2 separate regions of the Sus scrofa genome follow, and region 2 is linked to region 1. A link is a contact called in public Hi-C data. All regions are on one chromosome and are shown on one strand. Each heading gives the region's core, a stretch centred on a gene start, on an enhancer-like site or on the middle of the called end of the contact. The rest is flanking DNA. Distances are from core to core; before and after follow the strand shown.

Region 1 (5,895 bases), core at 1,435-3,934:
GAAAATAGGACAAGGACACATAAAGATGGGGTAGATGCAAGCTTTCATTCTTCTTCAGAGTTGGTGGTTAGTGGCCCCAGGACTGGTTCTCGTGGTCCTCCTCTCTGGTTTTCATTTGTTGGGGGTTTTAGTTGGGCAGAAGAACTCAAAGATATTGTTATATATTCCTTGAAGAGGAACCAGGACCCTGCCTCAAGGCTGCACTATTGTTTCTTCACTGCTCCTCCCTGGTCTCTGCATTTCGCGGCCCCCACCCTGGCCCCGCCACCCCACACTTCCCTGATTAGCAACTGTTTGAGCCTGTCCTTTGGAACTCAGGGAAGGTCAAGGAGGCTGAAGCTTATTCCCTAAAAACAAGAAATGGGGGACACAGAAAGGCTTGTGAGCAAGAGCCCCACAAGGCCCTGCTCAGTTTTAGTGTCATGGAAGCAGTGCAAATGGAAAGGAAATCTTTAATGAAGCAACATGAAGAGCAAATTGTTGGGAAAGATGCCACAAGTGAGTCAGGTGATAGCCTCAGGTGAAGATTTGAGTGCAAGGTAGCTTTTTAGTAGGAAGATAGAGGTCAAGGTTATTTCTTTTCAGCAGAATAGCACAGAGTAGACCCTTACTAAGTATTTGTTTGGTAGACGAATACATGAGTGAATGATTTGGATTGAGTTCTAAAGAGAAGAGTGGAAAATAGTAACAGATGAATTAAAAGCCGCAAGAGTCAGTATGAGGAAGGCCAAGCTAGCTGCAGAGAGATGGAAGCTAAATAACCCATTTATGGAGACCTAGGAGCTAGATTAGGGTCAGCCAACTAGGGCCTGTCGGCCAGACCAGGTCAGCACCTGATGTTGCACAGCCCATGAGCCAAGAATAAGCTTTACATTTTTAAACAATTGGAAAAATCCGGAGAAGAGTAATATCTTGTGACATGTGCAAATGACGTGAAGCTCAGTTCTCAATATCCATAGAGCAATTGCTTTAAATGTTATCTACATAATTTTCCCCACAACACTATGAGAGGTAATACATTGTTCTCATTTCTGATGAGCAAACTGAAGCTTAAGTTTCAATCAAGATCACACAGTTCATTAGTGGCAGCATCAGAAGCTACACCCACATTAATCTGCCTTTCCAGACTTCCTATTTCCTCTAGAATAAAAGCACTGGCTCTCAGAGTAGTGACACCATGAATTGCTTATAGGAAAGGGTTGAGGTGAGTGCTGAATGCTTGGAGGGCAGCTTTGGAACTGAATTAGAGGAATTTGTTGGGCTTCAAGGCCCCTTGGAGGAGACTGAACTCAAAGTCTCTGGCCAAGACAAGAATTACCAGACCTTTATCATCACCCCACCTGTCTATTTGTAAGACTCCTTTCCCCACCTTGAGCAACCTGGCCTACTCATTCCTGCCCCCAGCTAGAAAAGTTATGTGGCTCACTCCTCACTGACTTCTATTGGGAACTTACATACCCCCAACCAACCTGCAAGTGTATCGGAAGACCCCTCTTTCCCCAACCAGTGAGCAGGTCAGCAGGTGTTATTGAGAGATCTCTCTTCTCCCAGGGTTATAAAAACAGACAGGACTATGTGCTTATTGCTGTCTCTCCCCGATTATCAGGAAGTTGTCCTACTGCTCCTACAGAGTCTCATCTCAATAAACTCTGCTTTCTCTCCACCTCACCATGCTCAACAAACTCTTGTTTCTTTTCACCCCAATACTTCTTCCAACCCACCTGCACAGACCACAACAGAAGGGAATGGTTTAGACAGACACACTTCCGAGAGGAATTAACTCATTTAACTGCCGTAACTCCTCCAGGAGTTCGACGCTATTATTAACGTCCCATGTTGGATAAGGGGTGGCTTTTTTTACACACCATTTCCCAGGTAAAAGGCCTGGATACTCAAAATACTTTGTGTCTTTTGATTGGTGACACCACTGGGTCTCCAAAAGTTCTTCCAAAATTCCAATCTTATTTTTCTGCAAGTCCATGTTCAGAAGCACTTAGGAAAGACTTCCTATGGATTGAAGAATTTCGGTGGCCTGCCTGCTTTCCCTGAGCATCCTCTCTCTGGTCCCTCATTTTCTGCCTCCCCCCCGTGCCCCCAGTCACAAGTCAATCAGCATATGAAGAAATGAAGTAGAGAAGTTTAAGGTTCTAGTGAAGGGCAAGAAAGCTTGGGGGCAGATGACAATCTTTTGTCAAAGATTCAGCAGCTGTATATTTCCGGAAGTGGTTTACAGCCTTAGCACAGGCTGCTTTACTCCTGTGTTTATGGCCTTTGGCCCTTTAAAGCAGCCACATTCCCATTTGGAATTTCACTAGGGGCAGCTGCTGCCAAAGCAGGAAGTGATTTGAATGTAGTCTGTTTTTCGGACTTTCTGAACTTCTGGAGTTCTGAAACAAGTTTTAGCCGCAGGTTTACTGCTTTGCTTTCCTACTAATACTTCTTCTAAAACACCTGTGCAGGGGTTAAAGTCTCAGTGGCCAAGTCCAAAGTCCTGTACAAATACTGACTCAGAAATGAGCTTCACACACCCAGCCTTGCCAGCTCGTTAAATTCAAAAGACTTTTTTTTTTTTTTTTTTTTTTTTTTTGATAGAGACTGGTGGGGGTGAAAAGAAAAAGAAGGAACTAGGAAGAGAAAGAAGGGAAGAGGGAAGTTAAAGCTTCCTTCCCTCCCTGTCTTTCTCAGAAAACCAAACATGGCATCTTCCATGAGGAGCTTGTTTTCTGACCACGGCAGATATGTTGAATCTTTTCGGAGGTTTCTCAACAATTCCACGGAACACCAGTGCATGCAGGAATTCATGGACAAGCAGCTACCAGGCATAATAGCAAGGTAACAAAACAAGGCCTTTTTTGATCCCAGGGAAGAGCCTCGGGCTCATTCTGTGCAGTGATAGATGGGGTTGAGCCTGCCTCTGCAGGCTGGATGCGGGGATAAGAACCAGGCAGGCACTAAGAACAGCTCGGCTCGCCCCCTTCTCCTGCCGCGTTTCAGTTCGATGCTCTCTTTAAACATTCAAAGGCTCTGATTTGTGCTGGATTTCCAGCTGCAGGGAGATAAGCGTTAACCATTTGAAGGCACAAATCCACGTTCCTCGGGGTAAAGATAATATCCAAATCTTTGAGCTCATATTTTTCAGCCCTCTAAAAAAAAAATCCCAAATGGAGTCTATTGTTCTTTTCATTAGAATCAAAATAATTACCAAATACTATTCACCCCTGAGGATTGAGTGGGTGGATGCCTCTCAATTCTCTTACTATCCATTTAAATTCATTTTCCTTATCCATTATTATAGTTATCACTCTCTCTTAAAAAAAAAAATTGTCTTTTACTTTCAACTTAATATTAGCTATGTGGCCCTGAAAAAGCATTTTCCCATTATCAGTGAAACTTGCTCGTTCCTATCCTTCTCCAGACTCCTTTTTTTGGTGATTAATGTGTTCAATTTGTGCCAGAGCTGATAAGCATTATGAGAGTAACAGATTCCACATGCTAAAGATAATCAAATAACCTATCTGGGGGTGGGTTGCTGTAACTTACTCTGCTTCAGGAAATAACGATGGAAAACTGGGGAGAAAAGACTGTGGATCCAATTTGCAACAGCAAAGGAAACTGATATTTTTATCTTTTGCTGGATTTTCCTATTGTAGGCCTGCACTTCTTTCATCAGGATAGTTAACTCTGCCTGACCAGAGAAGGCATTGTTGGATGTATATGGAATTTTGTTTCCCCTTTTATCTTCTATTTTTCGTGGTTCAGTTTTTAAGTGTGCTTTTTAAAAAAATGAGTACTATATAATATGTTAACAATAAGTGAAAGGGTAACAATGCAAAAATCAAAGCAGACAGCAAATATAATTTCTTATCTAGGACCTAATCATAGTTCACTTCTTTTTGTTCATTTAGAAAATTAAAGGTAATGAGTTATTTTGAGTTCTTGTGCCGTATTAACTATCTGTGTTCATGTCTGTGGCTTATGCAGATCCTTTGTTTACTTCAGCTGTCAATTGGATTTGAACATGTACTTTGAATGCACAAAATACAACAAATGATTATGACCCCTGCCCTGTCTTCAAGGTGTATACAATCTAACTGGAAATACTGAATGTAAAATTTGCGAAATACTGAAGAATTTTCAAAGGCATAATTAAGCTTGCACTATAGTGGTAATATACAGTTAGAAATCATCTGAATCAAAGTACCATTTATTAAAAACAGCATTTTTTTTTTTTTGCTAAAGGTGATAGGGAATGAGATTTAGCTGAAAGGGCTTCAAAATTGCTACTCAGAGTTCCTGTCGTGGCTCAGCAGAAACAAATCTGAGTAGTAACCATGAAGACGCAGGTTCCATCTCTGGCCTTGCTCAGTGGGCTGGGGATCCGGCACTGCCCTGAGCAGTGGTGTAGGTTGCAGACCTGGCTCAGATCTGGCTTTGCTGTGACTGTGGTGTAGGCCAGTGACTGCAGCTCATTGGACCCCTAGGCTTGGGAGCCTCCATATGCTGCAGGTGCAGCCCTAAAAAGACCAAAAAAAAAAAAAATTGCTATTTAAGTTGTGTATGAGTTACAGGTAGGCAACATGCCTTCTTAATCTTACATTTTTATTAAAGCAAGATGTGCTCATGTTTTTAAAAGTCAAGTGATTCTAAAAAGCTTATAACAGCAACAAAAATAGTGCTTTCTTGCCATACCCACTCTCAGTCCTGATTCAGGATCCCCAGAGAAAACCACTGTCAACACTCTAAATCATTTTGTTGTTTCTTATGGAATTTTCATTCCTAATTATTCTCTTTCTTAATTTTGATATATTAAAATAGCTAAATAAACATGCACATCCCTCCCCCTACCATGTCAATTCAATATATATAGATACAGATAAACACACAATATATATGTCCAAGTTTTGGTTAAATAATTTGTTTATATCATTTTGCCTGTGTACATATTGTTCATAATTGAACAATGCATTTATACTATAATTACATTTCTTTTTATGTACAATTTTTTTTTGTTTTTCCTAGAGTTAACTATTGTCTCGATTTTAATTTATTTTCTTAGTTTTCTATGAACCTATTGCTACTTAGTCCCCAAGAATAAGTATTAATCTCTTCACAATATATTCCAACAGATCAAGTAATCTATTAATTTCTCCCCATGGAAACATCTTTTCTGTTTTTGTTTTTGTTTTTTTTCCTCAGTCTGAGGTGACTTGCTCTTGGCCTGCTATGCAAGCATTGATGGGGGAATATATTTCACCTTGTAGAAATTTCCTCTCCTCTCTCCAGTATGAATTCCCTGGTTCTGAATCTCATGCTGCCCTTTTCTCTATTTATTTAGTCTTTTTTGTTTTTGCTATCATACTTTAAAAGTTTTCTAAGAAAGAGTGCATGGGATGTAAAATTTTTGAGAGACTTTGTATACTTAAAAATGCTTTCACTCTTTACTCATCTCTGTTAGTTTGGGTACAAACACTATGCTGAAAATGCTTTTATATCAGAAATTTAAAGATATTTTTTCCATAGTCTTGTAGCTACTAGAGTTACTATTGAGAAATCTCATGCTGTTCAAATTTCTCATCTTTGGCTCATGACTTTTTGTTGTTTGTGTGTGTGTGTTTAATATTTTTTATCTAGAATTCTGCAATTTTAAGACATGGGTTATTGCATGGATCTTTTCCACCCATTTTTTGTGAGTAGTCCCTGAAGCATTTCAATTAAGAATCAGTTCAGGGAAACTGTGATATGATTTAATCATTCTTTCTTCTGTTTTCTCTTTCTGGAATGTCTATTCATCAAACAGAAGACCTCCTGAACTGATTCTCTAATTTCCTTATATTTCCAGCCCTTACAGTTTTAACTTTCAGCCCCTCTATTGTTTTCTATTATATTTTTAATTTC
Region 2 (5,895 bases), core at 915-3,414, 65 kb before region 1:
TGATCTCATTCCAGCTGCTGTGCTTTTCTCGGCGACTTTGAGGTAACCTCCAACTTGGCTGTTCTTTCCGTCAGTTAGGTGGCTTCCCAGGATGTGGTTCCTTTTCTCTATCACAGCTCCCTCTTGGGAATGCTAGTCCCATCCAGATTCCTTTTCTCTCTCTTTTTTTTCTTTTGTTCTACCCAGTTATGTCAAAAGTTTCTTACCCTTTTTGGAGGTTTAAGTTCTGCCAGCATTCAGTTGATGTTCTGTGCAAGTTGTTTTACATGTAGGTGTGTTTTTTTTTTTTTTTTTGATGTGTTTGTGGGAGAGGGTGAGCACAATCTCTTACTCCTCCACCATATTGCCCTGCCCCCCAATTCATTTTCAATGTGATGATAAATAGGATTGTTTCCCTAATTTTTCTTTCTGATCTTTCATTGTTGTATATAGAAATGCAATCAATTTCTGTATACTAATTTTGTATCCTGCAACTTTACCAAATTTATTGATGAGTTGTAACAGTTTTCTGGTAGTGTCTTTAGGATTTTATAGGTATAATATCATGTCATCTGCAAACAGTGATAGCCAAGATTAGAAAACAAGACATGTCATTCTCCATTGACAGAATGAGTGGATTAAGAAGATGTGGTACATATATACAATATAATATTACTCAGCCATAAAAAAGAATGAAATAAAGTCATTTGCAGCAACATGGCTGCAACTAGAGATTCTCATACTAAGTGAAGTAAGTCAGAAAGAGACAAATACCATATAATGTCACTTATATGTGGAAACTAAAATATGGCACAAATGAACCTACCCACCAAATATAAATAGACTCAAGACATATAGAGCAAATTTGTGGTTGTCAAGGGGAAGGTAGAGAGAGAGGAATGGACTGGGAGTTTGGGGTTGGTAGATGCAAACTATTACATTTAGAATGGATAAGCAATGAGATCCTACTATATAGCACAGGGAACTATATCTAATCTCTTGGGATAGAACATGATTGAAGATAATATGAGAAAAAGAATGTATATATGACTGAGTCACTTTGCCATACAACAGAAATTGGCACAACATTGTAAATAAACTATCCTTTAATTAAACCACTATAACTCATATGGAGTCAAGAGTAGAAGGGAAATCATTTACCAACTCATTGTTCTAACATTTGCTTAAAAACTGACCAAATCAGTTGGTCTGACAGGCAAAAACATCATCTAATGTGGCTAACCTAGTATTACTAGTTCTTTCTTTTTTTTACTTACTTACCACAGAGAGCCAACATAGAGGAATTCCCTCCATTTATTTAGTTAGTTTTATTGTCCCCAATTTCCACATTATAATTACAACTCAGGGAAATTTCTTTTCTTGAACAAAGATGAAGAAAACACTAAAACCTAAAACTTTTCCCAAGGGTCCAGTCATTCATCCAGTAAGCAATTTCTTCACTACACACCAGAGGTCAGTATTGGCTTATTCATTTGCATGAACTATTAATTTTTATTTTCTCAGTTAATAACATTGAGAAACAAAATACCAAGTACCACTATTATGTTGGAACTTTGGTATTTTAAAAAATCCCCTAAGCAAGCATCATCTGGGTAGATATGTGTAGATCATGACTGACTTAAGAAAAGAAGAAAAAGAAAAAAGGCAGCGGAGGAAGCATGCAATGAAAGTGGCTGTTGTTCTTTGGGAAAATGTTCATAATGCATCCCAGGCATATTAATTAAGTGCATTCCAAATGACACTTGCGCTTATGTGTGAGAAGTGTTCATGATGAGCAATATTAAAATTAAATACTGAAAGGGAACTGGAAAGACAACTATAGTACTTAGAGCCCAGAAAGGAAGATCTTCTCTAACTCTGCATGCCTACAATAGCATATCAATGTTAGATGGCAAAAGTTACAGATAATTTGGACAAATAAGAACAGGAGTCTGGCAGTAGAATAATGACCCTGGGGTTAAAAGATTTAATGGAAAGAAGAAAAGATTAAAGACAGACCTGATAGCAGTCTACAGATGTATTAAAGGCTTTCCACAGGAAGACAAAATAAATTTATGTTTTATTGTTTCAGTCAGCAAGGGGTAGAATTATAGAGATGGCAACTTCATATGAGATAGAGTTTTCTAAAAACTATGGGTATCCCAGCATTTTGGCCAGGGTGCCTTAGAAAAACAGTTCCAGCATAGCTTATTAGGATAAACTAAAGGCAAAAATCTTTATATTTTATAAGGTTATATGAGTATATGATTGTGATGCCAAAGAGTAAACATTCTTGTGGGTTCCACAGTTCTAAGCCTCCTTCCAGACATACATATTCTAGGTACCATCTGCTTTAAAAAATCTCCCCAAATCCTCTAGAACAGTTTGTTCACCAGAAGTATCTCTAATATTTTAACCATATACTGCCTTTTATCTTCTTTTGAAATACATTGCACATTTTTATATTATTCAGGTTTGTGTTTCTATGTCTTATCTACAAAATAGGTTCCTCTTTTAGGAACACGTTATTTAATCCTCTCTAATACTTACTACAATCCAATGGAGTTAGTAGATACTCAGATAAAATTTGTGGATTGAATAGATTTCTTTATCTATAAAGTAACAAATAAAAACATCCACTTTCCCTGCCTATGTTATTTTGATGATCAAATGAGATGTGTCTGAAAATACTTTGAAAAGTATAAAGTGTTATAAAAATGTAAGGCATCATTTCCTTTGTTTTTTTTTTTTTTTTTTTTTTTTTGCTTTTTAGGTCCACACCCTCAGCATATGGAGGTTCTCAGGCTAGGGGTCTAGTCGGAGCTACAGCTGGCAGCCTACACCACAGCCTCAGCAACACAGGATTCGAGCCGTGTTTGCAGCCTACACCATAGCTCACGGCAATGCTGGATCCTTAACTCACTGAGCAAGGCAAGTGATCAAACCCACAACCTCATGGTTTCTACTTGGATTCATTTCCACTGTGCCCACTATGGGAACTCTGGCATCATTATTTCAGAGGGGGTCTTCTTAGCTATAACCTTCCATGTCAGATGGAACATAATGGCAACTAAGGAACATTTTTTAAGGAAAAAAAAAAAAACTAATCTGAAAAGAAACTTGTCCCTTCTGGGTGCAAATTATAAGAATCCTCAAGAAAATGTTTCTGCTCATTTTCTGTTTGTTTCTAAACAGCATAATGAGCTATGACCTTTCAGGGAAAATGTTGCTCTGATAGAAGTAATTCACAATGTAGAAAATTGCCCTTGTGTACTTTCAGGAAGGAATTGCAAACAGATGAACTATTTTGTTTTCTCAAGCAAAGGGACTTACCGGGCATGGGTGGCAGCTGTTCAAGTCCATCTGGTCAAGAATTCACTAAGATCATAATGTGAAAGGAGCTCCAATGCAGATTTGCACAACAGCCTGCAAATATTCCTTTGGAGACAAAATGGTTTCTCAGGCCAATAATCTACATTTTTAAAAGTCTCTAAATATGGGTTTCTAGAATAATTCATAACAGCTTTAAGGATTATTATCATCCACTGGGAAAGTCACCCATGTTGCATGACATACTTGTTCTGCTGGCCTGCAAGCATTTGTTTAGAGTTGGGCTTGATCATATTACAACTGTGTAAACAAACCTTTGATTTTATTTTTAAGAACAACTTTTCCAGACAAAATATTGTAAGCAAATAAAGGACATGGCTAGATTTTTGAAACTTATTAACTTTGAAATGATGTTTTAAAACTTAAAGAAGACATGTATGCTCATAAATAAAGTGGGGAAGGAAAAGTAATTGACTGAAGGTTCATAAAACTTCTCAGGAACTATACAAATGAGAAAGAGAAATAATAATAAAAGTGTAATCTATAATCTACCCTATAGTATATTATATTTACATACTCCTTCAAATCTTTCCAACACTTTAAGATACTCTTTCTTTCTACTTTCTTTTTCTTCTTTTTTTTTGGGGGGGGGAGGTGGCCAGGATGAGATCCAAGCCACAGTTTTGACCTACACCGCAGCTGCAGCAACACTGGATCCTTAGCCTACTATGCAGGGCCAGGAATCAAAGCTGTGTTCCAGTGCTCCAGAGACACCACTGAATGTGTTGTACCACAGCAGCAACTCTAACATGCTTTTTCTTACTAGATTATATGATGGATGTTGTGAAGTGGAATGTACAAATGAGTAAACAGATGCAAAAGTGGTTAAACAACTAATTTTGTATTTCCATAGCTCAGGTAAGTACTTTGGATTGTCCTTTGTGTCTGGGGCCATTGTTTTAGTCCCACTTGCTGCAAATTTCCAGAGAACCTGACACCGATGGCCTTGCCTCTCATCTCTCTCCTCACCATGGCCTTCCTACCTTCTTGAAGCCCAAAACCTGTCTCCTGTCTTCAGAATCCTCATGAAACTCCAGGAACACTGATAAGTAGGGAAGTTACTTCCAGGCTTGATGTAGAATTATTCCCCCATGGGGCAGGGCTGGTTTAGAATTGTGGGAGAGGAGCAAGAGGGCATTGGAAAGGAGATATTACTCCTAGAGTTTAAGTTAGAGGCACTAGGGCAATATCACCTTCCCTGGGATGTCCTAAGGCATCCCTGATATATCCATCTCAGGCCCGAATATCCCATCAACCACAGGCCATGACTGGTCTTAACAATTCAGAGTAAAGAATGTTCTAGAAGCCCTTGGGCAGTCACTGTTCACTCAAGGATTTCCAGGGACTGCTCAGTTGTCTCCTCAGTAAGTTAGGAGGTAGAGGGAAATCCTGGCGGCCATTTCCACTGGAAACACATGCTCACCCCCTGCTACCCAGGGGTCACTGCTGACTTATAAAAGTTGCAATAGTTTTATCACCAAGGTCTCCTTCTACCTGTTCCAATAAGCACTTCAATCAGACCAGGAAACTTTTGCCCCTTCAAAATATCCAGCTCAAGCTAATCTGGAAGGGTGAAACAAAACAGGCTGACACTCAATTCAGAGGTTCAGGAAAAGCAGCAGATGTGACAACGAAGTGACTGAATTTACAGTTCCCTAACCTATAGTCATTGAGATTCAAGGTAGATCACCTGCAGATTGAGGGGGCAAGATTCAGTGGTTATTTTTTCAAATTTTTAAAATTATTTTATTAAAGTGTACTTAATTTACAATGCTGTGTTAGTTTCAAGTGTACACAGCAAAGCAATTCAATTATATGTATATAAGTGAATATTATATATACTTTTTCAGATTCTTTTCCATTGTAGGTTATTATAAGATATTAAATGTAGTTCCCTGTGCTATACAGTACATCCTTGTTATTAACCTATTTTATATATAGTAGAATTGTATCTGTTAATCCCAATTCCTAATTTATCTCTTTCCACCACTGCTATCCCCTTTGGTAACCATAAGTTTGTTTTCTATGCCTGTAAGTCTATTTTTGTTGTGTCAATATATTTATTTGTATCCTTCATTAGATCCCACATAGAAGTGATATCATATGATGTTTGTCTTCTCTGTCTGAAACAAACAGATGAAAAGATATATACTATATTCTTGGGTTGAAAGAATCAATATTGTTAAAATGCTTATACTACCCAAGGCAATCCACAGATTCAATGCAATCTCTATCAAATTATGAATGGCATTTTTCATAGAACTAGAACCAAAAAATTTTAATTTGTTTGAAAACACAAAAGATGCCAAATATCCAAAGCAATCATGAGAAAGAAAAACAGAGCTAGAGGAATCAGGCTCCTTTACTTCAGACGACAATATAAAGCTACAGTAATCAAAACAGCAGTGATATTGACACAGAAACAGAAATAGAGATCACTAGAACAGGATAGAAAGCCCAGAAATAAACCCATTCAACCATGGTCAATTAATCTATGACACAGGAGGCAGAATATACAGTGGAGAA

The links. A called contact is a pair of places that touch in the nucleus more often than the background predicts.
Region 2: a contact with region 1 is called in a Hi-C map of retroperitoneal adipose tissue, with 2.6 times the contacts expected there. The contact joins the enhancer-like site here to the promoter of HNMT in region 1. A contact is called at or near these places in 6 of 47 Hi-C or Micro-C datasets (embryonic fibroblasts, liver, mesenteric adipose tissue and 3 more) and 2 of 2 datasets of contacts at active chromatin or transcription factors (alveolar macrophages and skeletal muscle).

What each region holds. Positions count from the first base shown.
Region 1 is chr15:13,764,895-13,770,789 of Sscrofa11.1, reverse strand. It overlaps HNMT (histamine N-methyltransferase), which reads left to right and starts at 2,684. Exons shown (of 6, transcript NM_001244561.1): 1 at 2,684-2,832. The coding sequence starts at 2,696.
Region 2 is chr15:13,829,115-13,835,009 of Sscrofa11.1, reverse strand. No RefSeq gene overlaps it. Among named protein-coding and RNA genes, the nearest start is that of HNMT, 64 kb to the right of the region's middle. Within about 2 kb of position 2,164, at least 3 of the 83 cell types and tissues checked have an H3K27ac peak or open chromatin away from gene starts, as enhancers often do. A contact at or near this core is called in retroperitoneal adipose tissue, where this site is marked.